Regions from separate parts of the Sus scrofa genome. Here all the other regions are linked to region 3. A link is a contact called in public HiChIP or PLAC-seq and promoter capture Hi-C data. All regions are on one chromosome and are shown on one strand. The core of a region is the stretch at or near the end of the contact, and the rest is flanking DNA. Distances in the headings are between cores, read along the strand shown. Region 1 holds the start of SLC9A8 (sodium/hydrogen exchanger 8). Region 2 overlaps B4GALT5 (beta-1,4-galactosyltransferase 5). Region 3 holds the start of B4GALT5 (beta-1,4-galactosyltransferase 5). Region 4 has its middle 48 kb from the start of PTGIS.

Region 1 (2,927 bases), core at 171-2,670, 67 kb before region 3:
CGGCAGAAACAAGCTCTGAAACCAAACTGGAAATCACTGGGCCATATGACCTCTTTTGCTTTGTGCTGCTGAGGCCCAGTTTAGTGTCTGGGACAGAGAAGATGATCAACAAGTAAGCTGACTACAGAGTTCGCATCCTGGCTCAGCAGCAACGAACCTGACTAGTACCCACGGGGACACAGGTTGATCCCTGGCCTCGATCACTGGGTTAAGGATCTGGCGTCGCCATGAGCTGTGGTGTAGATTGCAGATGCAGCCCATATCTGGTGTTGCTGTGAACTTCCATATGCCGAAGTAAGCTGACTAAATAAAATGACCACCAGGCCAAAAGACATACATGAAATGTTGTCAGGTGAGGAAGTCAAATTTCAACCACTGGTTGATTCCTTGTTACTTTTTACATACTCATTCCACAAACATAGATAGGGCATCTATAACCTGCAATAGACTGTGCCTGGCAGGTGGGTAGATGGACTAAGAGTGGTCCTTCTCCAGAAGTACCTGGAGGACAGATAACCCCACTCCCTTTACCTCATCTTGTACAGCTAGCCCCCCTGCTCACTACACTCCTGCCATCCTGCCTTCGTCCCTCAAAAAGGCACTCAGTTCTTTCTAGATTCTAGGTTTTTGCACCTGCTTGTTCCTCTCCCACCCCTCCTTCTGGTCATAAAGGTTTCATCTGGCACACCACCTCTTTCTGAGAAGCCCCCTGCACCCTAATGCCACTGCGTTTCTTTCAGAGCACTGAAAGCATGCTATTTATGGTCTTTTTTCCCCACTAACACGGAAGCTCTCTGAGAGCCGCTCCTGGTCGGCCTCCGTCACTACCATGAGACCAGGGGCCGCAAAAGATTAGATGGCTAGTTAATGAACAGATAAGATTCAGTGAAAAGAAACATATGAAAAATGATCGTTACAATGGAGGAGGCGGCTGGCTACTTATGGGGAGCGCGTGGGTGACTTTCTGGAGGCGGCGGAGCGCTGCGAAATCAGATGACCGAAAACTGGGAAAGTGAAATTTGGGTTGCAGTTTGCGCAAGACGGCTTTCGAGACCTACGCTGGGCAGCCGATCCCCAGCCCGAGGGTCCAACCTCAAGGAGGCTGCAGGGCCCAGGCCCGTCCCTCCCGCCCTCCTCGCAGGGGCCGGCACGGTCAGTCCTGGCCAACCAGCACAAGGAGCTCCGCCTTCGGGGGCCGGAGGGCGGCCTGAGGTGCTCGCCGTCACCCGATGGGGCCCAGCCCTGCCGCCTCCGCCGCCCGGGAAAAGCCCACTCACTCCTCTTCCGCCATCTTCTCCCCCATCCGGCCGAGCCTCCGAGACCACCGAGTTCGGAGCCGCGGGGCTAGCGGGCCCGCTTGTGCTTCCGGCTTCCGCTGGAGGCGCGGGCGGGTCGACGAGCGGGGGGCGGGGTCTCGGCTGCGCGAGGGCGGCATTTCTGTCCCTTCGTCTCTATGGCCCGAGGGTGGGAGGAGACTCGTGGGGGGCGGGGGCGAAATCTGTGGGAACTTTCAGGATGTGTGTCCGGCCTCCGTCTCTTGACCCTGGGGCCTCACGAGGTTCCGGCTTTGCCCTTCCACAGGGTAGGGACGTTTGGGGGACGTTTGACCTGTGAGGTCACTGTGACTCACCCTAAGAGCAAGTTCTTTCCATCCAGTGCCAGGGCTTCACCATGCTAAAATTGGGAAGGAAGCTTCTAACGTAGAGGGACCCCAGGGGTATACTTACCCAATCTGTTTTCCCCAGCCGTAAAGAGAACTAGCCACTTGTGTTTGTGCAGGATTGTGCAATATCCTTCTGTCAACGTTGAGTTCTCACTCTACGCCTATCCTTAAAGCAGATGATAATGACCTAGAGATGGATCATTCATTATTTTTTCCCTGTGTCAGCAGATGCTCATTAGACGCCTATTTGTGTCTGGCAGTGGTCTGTAGGGGTGGGGATACAGGAAGGAACAAGGTGAGGTTGGAGGGATAGGAAGGACCCCATCAGGGGAGTTGGTACCTCCCTTCCTGGTTGAAACCATCACATCTCAACAGCTTTGATAGCTTCCTATCTGCCCTTATTCCTTCAGCTTTTCCACACAGCTGTCCCAGTGATCCTTTTAAACTTCCCAGTCACTCTGCTGCTCAAAGCCTATACTGGCTTCCAGTCTTAATCAGAGGGGAAAAATTTTGGAGAACCTACAGGACCCAACCGTATCACCTCTACCTTCTGAGGTGCACACTCTCCACTGTAGTCACAGTGCCTTCCTTGGAATACCTGAGACCGGGAACGCTTCCACCTCTGCACTAGCTGAGCCCTTATTCTAGAATACTCGGCTCCTAGGTTTCCCCTTGGTTCCCACTTTTCCCACTTTCAGGCTTTCGGTTTATCCTTTCCTTGTCCGTTATGCCTTCCCTGACCATCCTATCTAAAATCGAAACCCTCTCCCCTGCTCTGTGTTATTTTCCTCCATAACAGTGAGCATATTGTATATTTTACTCATGTATTCCTATAGTCTCTTCTCTCGGCGAGAATGTAAACTTGGGAATGCGGAGGCATTTGTTCTCTGTTTATCTCCAGTGCTGAGAACAATACCTGGCACGTAGTAAATACTCAAGAACAAATGATCCTTGAATAAGTAAAAAGTTAGTCAATTCCAGAAGTGTTAGGAAACAGAAAGTTTTTGAAAAGAGGAGTACTGTGGAAAGCTGGGGGTGGGGGGGTGGCGGAGTGGACGGGCAAGAATGGAAACCAGTTATCCAGGTGAGGGCTGATGGCACTTTGAATCAAGGTGACAGCATGGATATGGCAGGAATGGTTGGACTATGGGTAGATATTGAAGGCAGGATTGGCTGAAGGACTGTGTCACCTAAAAGAAAGAGGGGAGTCAGGGATGATGTCAGGGTTTTGGCCCTTGAGGAACTGGGTGGAGAAGAGAGCTGT
Region 2 (2,951 bases), core at 358-2,857, 68 kb after region 3:
CAGTTGGGCGTTGTGTCTCTACCCACCTTGGGAGCACACAGAGAATGCACACAGAGGAAGCTTGACCCCTTTTCTCCTTCCTTCTTGAGAAGTTCAACTGCTGTTGTACTTAGCCTTAATTTCTTTCTACACCCTGGGCAGAAAGCAGAACTCTGAAGTCTTAATGTCTTGATTTGCCGTTTTCCCCAGTAGTCTTGATGAGCTGAAGTGCACTGAGTGGAAAGCAGAGGAAAGGATCCCCAGCCCTTTTGGAAACACAACCTGCTGAAAAAGCACTGAACCGCTGCAGAGATTAAAACCCCGAACGTAGGAACAAGAATCTACTGTTTTCAGGCCTCTTAATTATCATTTTCCTCCCCCTTTCTGTGCAGAGGGCCCAATAGACATAAACATGAGTGAAATTGGAATGGATACCATCCATGAACTCTTCTCTAAAGACCCAGCCATCAAGCTTGGAGGTCACTGGAAGCCATCGGATTGCGTGCCTCGGTGGAAGGTAGGGGTGAGGTCAGACCGCAGGTACTGGGAAGCCTACCTGGGACTTGGTGTCTTTGGAATCCCCAAGGGTTTCACACTGACATTTTGTAATTTGCACCGTCCTTGCTACTTAATGCAAAATTGTTGCATCTGTCGGGAACATATTGGAGGAATGGGTTTCCCTAAGGGCTCTTGTGTAGCCACAGAAAGTCTTTGTTCTGGTGACCCAGCCGGACCCTTATCTTCCTCACAGAGATATTGGCTGAGTGGGGGAGTTGGCAGTGGTAGGTCTCCTATGAGGCAATTGCAGAAGCTGCCCCACAAATTCGGTACTTCATGCCTTATTTGGCAATCCTGCTGTGAGTTTAGTGGAATAAAAAGCCGAGTTGTCCAGCCCGACACTGAGAACTGTTTAGTTTCGCCCTGTGTGACTGTCGTCAGGAGACGTCAGGAGTGTGGCTCGATCAAGCCTGTGACACCAGCCGAAGTCCCTTCTTTTCAGCGAGTCTTTATTGAAGTACTTGGTCTGTGCCAGCCCTGTGAGAAGTTGTGGTGCAGCAATGATCAAAGCATGTCTGGGACAGGTCGGTGTTTCCAGCCCATCACCAGAATGTAAAATCAATTTAATGACCAGCATTTATGTATAAATATACGTCTGTCTGTGGATATGGTATGTATTTGTGTGCTGGGTCACAGTGAGTGTAAATGTGGGTTCTGGTCTCGGATTCATTCACAGCCCCACCGTGTGCATGTTATGGTGCCTGTAAAAGCGAGATTCACTTACTTCCAAGGGTCGACTTGCCAGCACAAGTCTTCATGTAGAGAAGTTAAGGAAAAGGCTGGTCCCCAATTCTGCAGGAGTGCCCTCCTCCCACGGCACTCCGTTGAGGGGACTAACAGGTGTCCTCTTTTGCTGTGACCCACGGCAGGTGGCAATCCTTATCCCCTTCCGGAACCGCCACGAGCACCTCCCGGTCCTGCTCCGACACCTGATTCCCATGCTCCAGCGCCAGCGCCTGCAGTTTGCATTTTATGTGGTGGAGCAAGTGAGTGGTCCTTCCTTCTCTCTTCTTTCTCTTCTGAGACAGCAGTTTAGAGTGCTTCAAGCCAGTCCGTCCTCGGTGTAAAGAGCCAGTAAAACTGAAATCTAATGATTGAGTCACCCAGCGGTAGGAAGGGCGCCAGAGAGCAGTTCTGTGCTCCTGGTTTGAGATGTTGCTCAATACCAGCAGATCTGAGTGCAGGATGGAACTTTGTTTACCCTTGAACAAAGGCCACTTGTGTGCTGGTTTTACTGGAGCTGCTTTGGGTGGTGTCTTTAGGCTCCAGACCCAGGAAATTCCCCTCAAGTTAAGATAAGGAGCCACAGGTAAAAATGGCAGTGTTGTTCTTCCTTCCCTCTGGGGCTGGGTACTCTCCTGAATGCTGTTATGTGGCTGGCTGGCTGCCTTTACACAGCCTTGAGAGAGAGGAGCTTGAGTTTATCCTTATCACTCCTTTTTATTTCTGAGGAAGTTGAGGCCAGAGGTCAAGTGACTGTAAGTCAGTGATGAGAGCGGCTGGACCCACCTCCCTTCTGGCAGAGGTCTCTCAATAAGCTCTCCTTCAGGCGGGGCTGAGGCAGCCAAGATCGCGCTTCAAGAGTCCTTTTAAAAATAAAGTTCTTCTTTTAGGTTGGCACCCAACCCTTTAATCGAGCCATGCTTTTTAATGTGGGTTTTCAAGAAGCAATGAAGGACTTGGACTGGGACTGTCTTGTTTTTCACGATGTGGATCATATACCAGAAAACGATCGTAACTATTATGGATGTGGACAGATGCCAAGGCACTTTGCAACTAAACTGGATAAGTATATGTATCTGTGAGTATCATTTCCTCCTAATTAAAGAGGTTAAATCTAAAACAGTGGTTGAGAGATGCAAAGATGGCAAAATCCAGTTAGCTCCGACCCGAATGTCCGTCAGCTGCAGAAAGGATAGATGAAATGTGGTACATCCATGCGCACAAGGGAATGCTATTTGGCAGTAAAAGGGAAGGCCGCACTGATATATGGGAGGACATGGATGACCCTAGAAAACATTACGCTCCGTGAAAGAAGCTAGACTGAGTACTGTATGGCTCCGTTTTTTGGTTTGTTGTTTTTGCCGCACCTGCCACATGCTGAAGTTCCAGCCAGGGATTGAGATGCCCATGCCACAGCAGTGACCCGAGCTGCTGCAGTGACAATGCCAGATATATGATTCCATTTATGTGAAATGACCAGAATAGGCAGATGAATAGAGACAGAAAAGAGAACAGTGGTTGCATAGGGTTGAGAAGAATGGGGGAAATGAGGAGTCACTGCTAATGGGGGGCCCAAGGCTTCTTTGGGGGAGGGTGATAAAATTAGTTAAACTTAATTATCAGAGTTTCCTGGTAGCCCAGTTAAGGATTCACCGTTGTCACTGCTGTGGCTTGGGTTTGATCCTTGGCCT
Region 3 (2,929 bases), core at 370-2,869:
CTGATGCAGTTGTTGCTAATAATATCTGCCATTTTACTGAGAAACAGAGTGGTTAAGTAACTTGCTTAAGGTCACTCAGCAAAGAATGGAAGAGATAGGGTTCAAGAAACTAGGACACTGGCTCCAGAGCCCTCATTTAAAGAGTCAAAAAAGACACTGTTAAAAAGTATAAATCACTTTAGGAATACAAAGCAGAATTATAATTGGTCCTCACAGAATCCCTGCAAAGTCCTTTCTTCTCCTGTTTGGGCATTCCAAGGGGACACTTGCCTCCCCCAAGTCAGCTGGCAGCCTCTTGAAGGTGGAGCAGCCTCTGCTGCCCCTCACCATGAGTCTTCAGTTATTGCTAACTGCCTTCAGAGGTCTTCTGGCTTGGAGCTGATCCTAAAGCATTATTTTGGATATGGTTCCACACTGTCCTCTGGAGTAGGATACCAGTTTGTATTCAGGATGGGAATTAGGAGCTAGAGGAATAGTCAAGGCACTTACAACCTGGTGGTCAAGAGTGCTTTGGGAGACAGGTACATTCTTTTCTTCTTTTTCTTTTTTGGCCGCTGCTTGGCTTATGGAGTTGCCGGGCGTGGGTTCAGATCTGAGCCACAGTTGCAACCTATGCTGCAGCTGTGGCAATGCTGGATCCTTAGCCCGCTCTGCCTGTGCCAGCTGGGGGATCAAACCTGCATCCCAGGGCTCCAGAGATGCTGCCAACCCCGTTTCGCCGCAGCAGAAACTCCAAGATAGGGTTTTTTGTTTGTTTGTTTGTTTGCTTTTTAGGGCTGTACCCACGGCATATGGAAGTTCTCTGGATAGAAATCGAATCAGAGCAGCAGTGCCAGCCTACACCACAGCCACAGCAATGGCAGATCCGAGCTGAGTCTGTGACCTATACAACAGCTCATGGCAATGTCAGATCCTTAACCCACTGAGCAAGGCCAGAGATTGAACCCACATCCTCATGGATATCAGTCCGGCTCATTACCGCTGAGCCACAATGGGAACTTCCAGGTCATTTTTTTACTTAAGCCGTTACTGCAAGGATTAGGTGAATTGCTTCTCCATCACAGAGCCTCAGTTTCCTCATTTGTACAATAGGAATAAGAGCGCACATCTTCGGGTTGTTGGGGTGATTAATGTGGTAAGTAAAGCCCAGTGTATCTTAAGGGCAGGTCTTCACATTAATAACTTATCAACACTGCTGCTTGTGATTCTTTGGTATGTGGAATCTGCCCATATCTACAGCCTCATCCCTGCCATTCTCCCTGCCCTACTGGATTTTATCTATGCTTGCTTTGAGTCTACCTGGGGTCAGATCAGTCTTTTTAACCTCAGAGGCTTTGCATCTACTGTTCACCCTTTTACGTTTCTTCTCCTGTCTGTCACCCATCAGTGAGGCCTTCCCTGACCACATTATTCCTCCAACATATTCCCCTGTTTTATTGTGTTCATCACTTATCAGAACCTGGTATTATGAATTGATTTGTTTCTTTTTCTCCTCCCATTTGAGTGTTAAGTTCAAGAAGACAAGGATTTTGTCTGTTTTGTCTCTAAGCATCCCCAGCGCCAATAATGGTGTCTGGCATATGTCTGCTTTCAATAGATGCTGATTTGAATGAATGAATGAATGAATGAATGAATGAAGGTGTATACCCGAGCCCATATTCCTACAATCCCTGCTTTTCTGTCGCAGTGGGTGACCAGCCGCGTCAGGCATTGCAGACGATCCCTTGGCTCCCAGGTTGGGGGCGCCCAAGCGCGGAGCCGACAGGCACTTGAGCGACGCTCCCCGAAAGCCAGGGCGGTGGCCGCGCCAGGAGAGGGGCTGTCGCCTTTTGGCGACGTTCCCGGCGGGCCACCGCGCCGCCGCCGGGGCCAAAGAGGGGGTCGGGCGGTGAGCGCGCGCGCTGATCTTTTGCGACGGTGCCCTGCGGCACTGGCCCCGCCCCCTCCCCGCCCCCGAGGCCCGCCCTGCCCCGCCCCCGCCGCTGCGCTCGCTCGGGGCCGCTCAGGCCCCCGCCCGCTTCATGTGGCCGGGCCCGCGGCGGCCGGCGGCGAGGAGCGGCGAGGCGGCGGAGAGCGGCGGCCGGCGAGGCCCGGGAGGTGGTGGCCGAGGCCCAGGAGGCGGCGGCGGCGGCCCAGGAGGCGGCGGACGGGGAGCGGCGGGAGCAGGCCCGGCCCGGCCCTTGAGCGGCCGCCCGGCTGCAGCATGCGCGTCCGCCGGGGGCTGCTGCGGCTGCCGCGCCGCTCGCTGCTCGCCGCTCTCTTCTTCTTTTCGCTCTCGTCCTCGCTGCTCTACTTCGTCTATGTGGCTCCCGGCATAGGTAGGAAGGGGGCCTGGGACCCCGGGGGGGTGTCGCTCTGGCCTCGAGGGGACCCTGGAAACCCCCGCCCCGCCCCAAGGAGACCCCAGCTCTCGGAAGACCCCCGGCTGGAAGGCGACCTCAAGCCTGGCCCTCAGAAGATTACCGGGACCCCCGCCCGACCCTTGGGAGACCCTACGCCTGGACCTCGGGGGACCCCAGAACATTCCCGCTCTCTGCACCCCGACGGGCTCTGGAACCCTCCTCCCCACAACATCCTCCCACCCACCTCCTGCCCTCCTTTAACCCCATCCGGGCGCGAACCCGACTGTGTCTTCACACACACCCTCGTCGTGCCAGGACGCCCTCATTCTCGCTTTGGCCTCCTAGAACCCTCACTTTCCGCTCTTCGGCTCCTGAGCTGCCGCTCCCCCTCCCCGGGGTCTCCTTCAGCCCGGGTTCCCGGCATTCCGCGGACCCCGAACCTCCGCGGCCCGCCTGCCTCTCCTCGCGGAGCCCCTGTGCCCGGGTCTCGAGGCGTCCCACCTTCCCCGTTCCCATCCATCCTTCTCCTCTCTCCTCCCTGGTGACTCTCCCGTTTCCTGCTCTCCTTCCCTACCCTTTTTTCCCTC
Region 4 (2,797 bases), core at 295-2,794, 87 kb after region 3:
GGAATGGATTAGTAAAATGTGGTAGGGATAACGGAATATTATTCAGCCTTAAAAAGAAAAGAATGTAGTTCACATTTTGGCTCAGCAGGTTAAGAACACAACTGGTATCCATGAAGATGCAGGTTCAATCCCTGGCCTCACTCAGTGGGTTAAGGATCTGATGTTGCCATGAGCTGTGGTGTAAGTCACAGAGGCGGCTCGGATCTGGTGTTGCTGTGGCTATGGTGTAGGCTGGCAGCAGCAGCTCTAATTCAGTCCCTAGCCTAGGAAATTTCATATGCCTCAGGTGTGCCCCCCACTCAAAAAAAGGAGTTCCCATCGTGACACAGCGGAAACGTATCCAACTGGGAACCATGAGGTTGCGGATTCGATCCCTGGCCTCGCTCAGTGGGTTAAGGATCCGGCATTGCTCTGAGCTGTGGTGTAGGTTGCAGACATGGCTTGGATCCCATGTTGCTGTGGTTGTGGAGTAGGCCGGCAGCTGTAGCTCCGATTAGACCCCTAGCCTGGGAACCTCTGTACGCTGTAGGTGCGGCCCTGAAAACAAAGGAAATTTGAGTTCTCTTTTTGTGCAGCAGGTTAAGGATCTGGCATTGTCACTGCAGTGGCTCAGGTTGATGCCGTGGTGCAGATTCAGTCCCTGACCTGGTAACTTCTACCTGCTGTAGGTCAGGGGAAAAAAAAAAAGAACCTTGAGGATATTATGGTAAGTGAAGTAAGCTATTCACAAAAAGACAAATACTGCCTGATTCCATTACATGAGGTTCCTAGAATAGTCAAATCCATAAAGACAGGAGGTAGAGTGGTGGTTGCCAGGGACTGGGGGGGCAGGGGAAGTGAAGGGTTATTGTTCCATCACAATCGAATTTCATTTCTGCAAGATGAAAAGTTCTGGAGACGGGTCCCACAACAGTGAATGTATTTCACAATACTGAACTGTCCATGCGAAATGGTCAAGAGGGTAACTTTAATGTATGTATATTTTACAATTTAAACATTTTTAAAATTACTATAAAATCCTTCTTCTCCATAACCCCATCCATACCATCCGTTTTCTTTTCTTTTTTGTCTTCATGAGGTTTTTAAAATTAACAAGCTTTCCAGATGGTTTTGGCTTTTAAGTCAGAAAAAAAAGATACATTTTTTTCCTATGAAATGTTTTCACTAAAAAAAAAATAATAATAATAACCCCATCCAAGAGGAGTGGCCATTATCCCCACTTTAAGTCTTGGTAGCCCCTAACATAGTAGGTCTTTATTACATATTTGTGGAATCAATTTGTAAATTAAAAAAAAAAGTTTTGCCTCCGTTCTGTTTGTGATCATTTGTGGAGGCAGAATGAGAGCTACGAAAACATCATGTCCCCGCCGTCACCACTGCACGCAGTCTGCAGGTAGCTCTCTGCAGCCGTGGGCCAGGATCAAAACGTGTACAATTCTATATTGTAATCGGCACCTCCTTCCTGTGGTGTGTCCTTTCTTCATTGTCAGCCTTGCTTTTCCGTGTTTCTGTGTAACCTGTCACTCTTTGTTGTCACTTCCTTTTCCTTTGTGTCCGCAGAGCCTGGCAGCTCTGTCTGTTCTTGTTGGGCGGTTGGACTTCCTTCTACGGCTTTGCTATTATGTGATACAAGCTGATAAACCGGCCAGTACATGTCGTTGCCTCTATTTTTTCCTGGACTCTTTTCTTGCTCTGTGATCCTCCTTCACCATTCATGGTTCTGTTAATTTTTAGCCTAACTCAAGGGTTGGCAAACTCTGGCCAGCCTGCTGCCGGTTTTTGTAAATAAAGTTTTATTGGCAAAGAGCCATGCCCATTGGTTCACATCTTGTCTCCGGCAGCTTCCAGTTAAAGTGGCAGAAGTGAGGGGTTGACTTGTGACTGGGACTATGTATGAACCCCAAAGTCTAAACTGCTTGCGGTCTAGCTTTGCAGGAAAATTTGTGCCAGCATCTTGGCCAACGAATTCAGCTTAAAAGGTTAAATTTTGTATGTGAGTCTGGCACTGCTTAGGTAAGGTAGCAAGTCAAGAATTGGAGTGCATTTAAAGCTGACGTTGTTTGGGGACATTAGTTTCGGGGTGTGTTCCCTGGCTCTGCCCTCTGCTGGGAGCACTCCTTCGACCTCGGGTGTCTTCCCTGAACACCCAGGTTGCAGCAGCCGACCGTCCCAGTTCTGTGTGACTTTTCTTTACACCTCATCACCAGATGACTCAGTCCCCTTGTTCATTTGTGTGTTCACTGGTTTATTAGCTATCTTACCCTCTACCTGGTAAATTCTTGAGGGCTCTCCTGGCCATTCAGGGCAGGGCGTGATAGCAGGTGTTAAAATATTTGTTTTGTATTTTATATTTTTATGAGAGAGAGAGGAAAGGTTGCCTACCCAGCTACCGTCTTCTTAGCTTCTCAATGCGTCCTTACAAAACATGAACCACTGCTAAGGAAATGGAGTCCCGGAGAAGCAAAGAGCCTGCCCCTGGGAGTTCTGGTTGTAGAAGTGGGAGCCCTCACCCTAACATCTTTCCTGGTCCCTCTTCTTTCTAAAACTAAGAGCAGGAGATTTAGGGGTTCCCGCTGTGGTGCAGCGGGACCAGCAGCGTCTTGGGAGTGCTGGGACGCAGGTTCCATCCCTGGTCCTGCACAGCCGGTTAGGGATGCAGTGTTGCCGCAGCTGCCGCTTAGGTCTTAAATCTGACCCCCGGCCCAGGAGCTCCACATGCTTTGGGGCGGCCAAAAAAGAAAAATAAAGCAGCAGATTTGCTTCTCACTCTCCCCATTCCTCCCCATCCGCCTCCCCA

Evidence for each region. Promoter capture Hi-C pulls out the DNA fragments that hold promoters and counts their contacts. HiChIP or PLAC-seq counts read pairs in DNA pulled down with a chosen protein or histone mark.
Region 1: a contact with region 3 is called in an H3K27ac HiChIP or PLAC-seq map of alveolar macrophages. The contact joins the promoter of SLC9A8 here to the promoter of B4GALT5 in region 3. A contact is called at or near these places in 2 of 5 promoter capture datasets (fetal liver and liver), 14 of 47 Hi-C or Micro-C datasets (alveolar macrophages, blood, brain and 7 more) and 2 of 2 datasets of contacts at active chromatin or transcription factors (alveolar macrophages and skeletal muscle).
Region 2: a promoter capture Hi-C map of liver shows a contact between it and region 3, with 5 times the contacts expected there. The contact joins the enhancer-like site here to the promoter of B4GALT5 in region 3. A contact is called at or near these places in 1 of 5 promoter capture datasets (liver), 6 of 47 Hi-C or Micro-C datasets (blood, brain, epiblast stem cells and 2 more) and 2 of 2 datasets of contacts at active chromatin or transcription factors (alveolar macrophages and skeletal muscle).
Region 4: a promoter capture Hi-C map of liver shows a contact between it and region 3, with 3 times the contacts expected there. The contact joins the enhancer-like site here to the promoter of B4GALT5 in region 3. A contact is called at or near these places in 3 of 5 promoter capture datasets (fetal liver, liver and skeletal muscle), 11 of 47 Hi-C or Micro-C datasets (adipocytes, blood, brain and 5 more) and 2 of 2 datasets of contacts at active chromatin or transcription factors (alveolar macrophages and skeletal muscle).

What each region holds. Positions count from the first base shown.
Region 1 is chr17:51,399,997-51,402,923 of Sscrofa11.1, reverse strand. It overlaps SLC9A8 (sodium/hydrogen exchanger 8), which reads right to left and starts at 1,420. Exons shown (of 17, transcript XR_002340027.1): 1 at 1,278-1,420. LOC106506057 (a long non-coding RNA gene) reads left to right here and starts at 1,465. Exons shown (of 3, transcript XR_001301039.2): 1 at 1,465-1,582.
Region 2 is chr17:51,265,702-51,268,652 of Sscrofa11.1, reverse strand. B4GALT5 (beta-1,4-galactosyltransferase 5) reads left to right here. Exons shown (of 9, transcript XR_002340099.1): 4 at 372-1,061; 5 at 1,407-1,523; 6 at 2,151-2,338. Among named protein-coding and RNA genes, the nearest start is that of PTGIS, 67 kb to the right of the region's middle. Within about 2 kb of position 1,607, at least 24 of the 83 cell types and tissues checked have an H3K27ac peak or open chromatin away from gene starts, as enhancers often do. A contact at or near this core is called in alveolar macrophages and liver, where this site is marked.
Region 3 is chr17:51,333,256-51,336,184 of Sscrofa11.1, reverse strand. It overlaps B4GALT5 (beta-1,4-galactosyltransferase 5), which reads left to right and starts at 1,619. Exons shown (of 9, transcript XR_002340099.1): 1 at 1,619-2,318.
Region 4 is chr17:51,246,733-51,249,529 of Sscrofa11.1, reverse strand. No RefSeq gene overlaps it. Among named protein-coding and RNA genes, the nearest start is that of PTGIS, 48 kb to the right of the region's middle. Within about 2 kb of position 1,544, at least 18 of the 83 cell types and tissues checked have an H3K27ac peak or open chromatin away from gene starts, as enhancers often do. A contact at or near this core is called in alveolar macrophages, liver and subcutaneous adipose tissue, where this site is marked.